2 separate regions of the Sus scrofa genome follow, and region 1 is linked to region 2. A link is a contact called in public HiChIP or PLAC-seq data. All regions are on one chromosome and are shown on one strand. The core of a region is the stretch at or near the end of the contact, and the rest is flanking DNA. Distances in the headings are between cores, read along the strand shown.

Region 1 (3,063 bases), core at 270-2,769, 80 kb before region 2:
ACAGCCACAGCAACACCAGATCCGAGCCACATCTATGACCGATACCACAGCTCACCAAAAAGCTGGATCCTTAACCACTGAGCAAGGCCAGGGATTGATCCTGCCACCTCGTGGTTCCTAGTTGGATTTCTTTCCACTGAGCCACGATGGGAACTCCAAAATTTTTTGTTTTAAATATATGCTTTGTGACTTTCCTGGCTAACGGAGCTTGTTATCTTATTTTCAGTGTCCAGAGGCTGCACCCTGAATACAGGCAGGAGCTAGCAGGAGGCCTCGGGATGTTTCTAGGCTGCTTAGTGATGCTTCTTTGTCATAAACCAGTGGGTGCAGAGGCTGTTAACCTTGTGGCTAAGCGCTCAGTTTCAGGAATCACACATGCCTGGCTGGGTTTGAATCCTAGCTCAGTCATTTATAAACAGGTGTAAAACTCATGATCTCTCTAGACTTCTATTTCTCTATTTGTAAAATGGTGATATTACTAATTCATAGAGTTGTTGTGAGGGTTAATTGTGCTATGTAAAGAGCATGGCACAATTCCGGCTGTGGCTCAGCGCATTAAGAACCGGACAGAAGATACGTGAGGATGCGGGTTCCATCCCTGGCCTTGTTCAGTGGGTTAAGGATCTTGTGTTGTCCTGACCTGAGGTGCAGGTCCCAGACGTGGCTCGGATCTAGTGTTGCTGTGGCTGTGATATAGGCCGGCAGCTGCAGCTCCCATTCGACCCCTAGCTTGGTTATTTCCATACGCCGCTGGTGCGGCCCTAAAAAGATAAAAAAACACAAACAAACAAACAAACAAAAAAACTTGGCACGCTCAATACAAACAAGATGGCTGTTACTAATGATAAAGTATGCCTGCCCTTTTACAAGAATGTAACGGCCTCCCTGAGCTGAGGAGTCATCTGAGATTCTGTTTCTTCATCACCTATCCTGTGCGGTTGGAGCCCCAGACCAACGGAGAGAGGTCCGAATCAGGTACCATTTATTTCTTTTTCTGGAAGTAGTAAAGCCCTCTTCTCCGCCCTCAGCCCTGCCAGCGCTTACCTCGACGTGGTCGCCAAGCTGGGGCACTGCGGTTTGGAGGAGGCCATGACCCTAGGGCAGCCGTGCAGCCAGCACTCGCGAACTGGAAAGCCGTGCTAGTGTACAGCTCGTCGCCATGGCGACCAGTTCCCAGCAGCCCAGCGGCGGGGGCGGGGTCAAGGTTGTGTCTTGCCCCCAGCCCAGAGCCCGCGGGCTAGGAGGAAGGCCAAGTAGCCAAGATGGGGTCAGACTTGGGAATAGGGTCTTCTCAGAGTCTGTCACTACAGCAGATATGACTCTAGCGACCAGAATTGAGGCAGGAGGATAAACAGAGGCCATGGGTGAGGGAGGCGAAGTGAGAGGCCAGAATCGCGTTGCCAGCGGGAACTGTAGTTTTTGGTGTCCTAATAGCTTGGCTAAGCAGGCTTATGACTGAGTCGGTTTGTACTACATCTCCCAAAGTTCTTTACCAGCCCGAGCTAGCCTCCCTATGGAGAGCTCTGCATTCTGGGAAATGAAGTCCGAAATATGGCAGGGCGTGGCAGTATGCAAAGAGAGGTACCTAACTCGGACTCGATTTCCCTGCGGCCCGGGTTTGCTCTCCGGCCATTGGCTGAGCGGGGCGGATCTAGTCCTGTTCTTCCCCGCCCCCAGTGACACAATAGCAGCTCCCTCCAAGATGGCGGCGGCGACGGCGGATCCGGGAGCTGGGAGCCCGCAGGTTGGAGACTCCTCCGGCGGGGGCGCTGGGGGCGGGCTGCCGTCTCCGGGGGAGCAGGAACTGAGCCGGCGCCTGCAGCGCCTGTATCCCGCGGTCAACCAGCATGAGACGCCGCTGCCGCGCTCCTGGAGCCCCAAGGACAAGTACAACTATATCGGCCTCTCCCAGGGCAACCTCCGCGTCCACTACAAAGGTATCGGCCTGTTTGGCCGCGGGGGGTAAAAGGCCAGAGCGTCAGCAGGGTGGCTGTGCTGTCCAGCCCCTGCTTCATCACTTCCTTTCCCCAAGCTCCGGATTAGGCCTTAGCTCCTGTTGGGTGTTTGGGTGGTGGGCTGACCAGACCGAGGATTGGCTGCTTAGCCTACTCTGCCGTGAGACTTCGGATGTCAGGAGAACCTCAACAGGTGTCCAAACCCAGTGCTGGGTTGGACATTGCACCCAAGGCCTTCTTGCCTGTCCTGTGGTAGTTGGAACTCTCCCTGGGCCCTTCACCACTGCTTAGCTTTAAACGTCTCTGTAGACATTAGTGGTCTCATCCTCTCTATTAGCCAGAGGTGCATGAGCTTGCTTACCTGCTGGACATCTCAGACACTGCCTACGGTTCTGTGCTAAAGTTGTGGGGCCATCTTCCAGGGCTGCCTCTTCCTCCCTTAGTCTCCTAAGTGGGCTGCTTGGCTGCTTGTATTCTGGAGAGTCTGGCAGCAGCACGAGGGAATCTCTCACTTGTCACCCACCTTGCATATGCCTCCTGTGGTTTGTATGGAGACAGTGTCTCAGACAGTGCTACTGTTCTGAGGATGAGGTGGGAGGTTTGTGTGTTTGCTCAGTTGTTGTCTAATTACACCTTGGACCAGGAAAGGGCTTCCTCTGGCTATGAGGGGTGAAGTTGCTGTGGAGCAGAGAAGAATGAGTCTTCCATTTGCATTTCCTTTTGCTGAAATTTCTTTGTCCTCTCTTACTAGGTCATGGCAAAAATCACAAAGATGCAGCCTCAGTGCGCGCCACCCACCCCATACCTGCTGCCTGTGGCATTTATTACTTTGAGGTGAAGATTGTCAGCAAAGGAAGAGATGGGTAAGCCCAATACTGAGCTGTTCCTTTTGGTCAAAGTTTGAGGTCTCCTGATTGACCCTTGTGACTTGTGTGAGCTGCTGAGCTGTATGGGTCTGGGCTGCAGAGGGGATTAATAGTGGCTGCCTCTGTTACCTGGCTGTAGGCATGGCCTGGTCTAAGCAGCAGCCTTTGATGGCAGTTAGGAACCTGGTGTAGAGGAGGGGCTTCTCTTTAGTGATGACGAAATGAGGTACCTCATAGGTGAG
Region 2 (2,799 bases), core at 290-2,789:
GCTCCAATCTAGAACGCTGCTTAGGCCCACAGCTGCAGCTCCAATTCAACCCCTAGCCTGGGAACTTCCATATGCTGCACCATTGCTGCAGCTGCAGTGTAGGTCGAAACTGGCACAGATCTGATCCCTAGCCTAGAAACTCCATATGCAATGGGGTGGCCAAAAAAGGGGGAAAAAAAAAGAAGAAACAGATCAAATACAAGCACGCTTTTGATTCTGCCTCCTTTCTGCTTGGCTGTTCAGAATCCAGGGAGAAGGACAAAGGGGATAAAATGCCATCAGAAGAGGCCGTTAGGGGTTACAATTTCTCTGGAAGACTTCCATGCTCACCAAGGTGGTGGTAGTGGCAGGAAGTCCTGTCTCCTGCCAAAGCAGGGATAGCCCTGCTGCTCAGCAGGTCTCAACGTAAACAACTGCGGCTTCACTGACATACTCTTTTTTTTGTCTTTTCTGGGGGGGAGGTGCACCTGCGGCACATGTGAGTTCCCAGGCTAGGTTTCCAATCTGAGCTGTAGCTGCTGGCTTACGCCAGAACCACAGCAATACCAGATCAGAGCCCCGTCTGCGACCTACAACACAGCTCACGGCAATGCTGGATCCTTAACCCACTGAGCAAGGTGGGGATCAACCTCAAGGATACTAGTAGGGTTCTTACCACTGTGTGACCAGCAGCAATCCCTCGATTGACACGTTCTAATCATCACAGGCTGCTCTGGAGAGCTGGCTGGGACATCTTCCTAATGCCAACTAAGCGTGCAGGGCTGGGGGAGGGGAGATTTAGAAGTCCACACTCTCAACGAGAGTTCCCTGGTGGCCTGAGGGTTAAGGATTCGGCAGTGTCATGGCTGTGGCTCAGGTTAATGCTGTGGCTTCGGTTCCATGCCTGGCCCAGTAAGTCCTGCATGCCAAAGGGCATGGTTAAAAAAAGAGAGAGAGAGATAAGCAGGGGTGGGTCTCCCCATGCAGAAATAACCCCTAATCCCACATTTTCAACATCACCTGTTTTGCACCAAGGTTTACAGGTTCGTTTCATTCTTATATCGGACAGTCTGGTGAAACGGTAGTCTCGTTACAAAGTGGTATATATACTTGGGTTCGGTAAAGAGATCAGAGAGACCGAAGTTACAGTCTTGAAAAACACTTGACATTGTTAAGGAACAACCAAAAAACATCCAGAAAGGGAGCCCAAGCACGGAAAAACGAGTCATTAGAATCAGAAAGCCAGGAAGTCCGGCAAGTTTGAGAGAACTGCCTTTCTGCAAAGATAAATTGTTATTCAGCAGGAGACCTTCCTTCATTCTGGGAAAATCAAGGCCCACAATCAAGGCCACCCCATTGCATACGGAGTTTCTAGGCTAGGGATCAGATCTGTGCCAGTTTCGACCTACAGCCTAAGTTGGAAAACCGCTCGCTCCTCGCCTCCACCGCCGGAAATGAATGACCAGGGCTTCTAGCCAGACTGCTTAACCTCCGCCCCCGATCAGCGAGCATGCGCAGCTCCCGGCTCCGGCCCCTCCCAGCGCTGGTCCACTACCGTCAGGGAGCATGCGCAGACCTCCCGCCGTCCCCCCCCTCCTTTTCCAAAGACCCCGGTTCCTTAGAAACCGGGCGGCGCGTTCCCGGTGGCTGCGAGCTAGTTTTCGGGGCTGGTGCGTCCGCCCCTGCCTCCCTTACGGAAGGCGGGTGGCCGCTGAGACCTGTCCGGACCCGTGGTCTCCGGTGTAGCCCTGGGCGGGGGATGCCAGCGTGCCAGGTGAGAGGCGGCCCGTGAGGGCGGGTAAGGATGACGGGCATGGCGCGGAGGCAAGCGGGCGCCGGCCGGGCCTCCTCCACGGACCGGCGCCCGAGGTCGGAGGAGGGGATGAGCTAAGCTGGGGTGGGAGGGGGCCGTTCTAACTGTCAGCGCAGGCTCGGGGGTCGCCCCAGATTTCGTCGTCCCACCTCGGAAATATGACCTGCAAGTTTGGTCGTAGAATTGTAGAATTTGGGTTCCTGGAAGGACCTTGGCCATAACCCATCCCTTTACTGGACGCGAAAACCTAGGCTCCACCGCCCTGTGCGGAGCAGACCCCCTACCTGTGTGAGGACCAACGCTTCGTGGATAAGGATGTGAGGTATGGGAACTTGAGACAAAGAACTCGTGGGGTAACTGGTCCCTCGTCTTTCCCAGTGAGCTGGTACTTTGTGGGAGATCAGTCATTATTTACGGAAAGTGTTCAGGTGGCAGATGGGAGAAACGACACTCTGAAAGGTGCAGATGGTTCTTCCAGTCCCCGAGTGTCCGCTGGCCAGATCTCCCTGGGCCTGGCTACCTTTGAAGCTCAGGTAGGAAGCAGATGGCTGTGGAGACAAAAGGTGAGGTGAGGTATTCCTCTCAAGGTATTATCACACGAATGGTGAGGAACTTAGAAGGGTCCAGGACATCAGGACTTGTGAAAAGTTGTGTGAGAGTTTAGGGAAGAATCTAAAGCACAAGACCGGAACAGAAAAGTTTAAGGCTGCCTTGGATTGACACCAAGAAAGGTTATAATCCTTATTTATAGTCATTGTACCCATAGGGTCATGCTGAGGGAAGGATACATGAGGAAGGAAGTCGGTGGCCTTTGAATATCCAGAATCTGGTGGGGCAGGGCACAGAGGACCTTTGTAAGCTTCAGGGCACAGAAGTCTGAGAAAAGCCCTGATTCTGTGACCCTTCAGTTGAAGGGAACAGCTGTTTAAATTAGAAAAGACACCTAATGCATTATTTTGATACAAAGAGATACGAAGAAGATGGTAGTCAGGGAATCTAGGTATATT

The links. HiChIP or PLAC-seq counts read pairs in DNA pulled down with a chosen protein or histone mark.
Region 1: a contact with region 2 is called in an H3K27ac HiChIP or PLAC-seq map of alveolar macrophages. The contact joins the promoter of TSNAXIP1 here to the promoter of GFOD2 in region 2. A contact is called at or near these places in 1 of 5 promoter capture datasets (fetal liver), 5 of 47 Hi-C or Micro-C datasets (embryonic fibroblasts, liver and skeletal muscle) and 2 of 2 datasets of contacts at active chromatin or transcription factors (alveolar macrophages and skeletal muscle).

Annotation. Positions count from the first base shown.
Region 1 is chr6:28,426,987-28,430,049 of Sscrofa11.1, reverse strand. TSNAXIP1 (translin-associated factor X-interacting protein 1) reads right to left here and starts at 1,519. Exons shown (of 16, transcript XM_021094108.1): 1 at 1,045-1,519. The coding sequence starts at 1,091. RANBP10 (ran-binding protein 10) reads left to right here and starts at 1,667. Exons shown (of 14, transcript XM_003355780.5): 1 at 1,667-1,937; 2 at 2,707-2,818. The coding sequence starts at 1,703.
Region 2 is chr6:28,346,937-28,349,735 of Sscrofa11.1, reverse strand. It overlaps GFOD2 (glucose-fructose oxidoreductase domain-containing protein 2), which reads left to right and starts at 1,539. Exons shown (of 4, transcript XM_021094104.1): 1 at 1,539-1,753.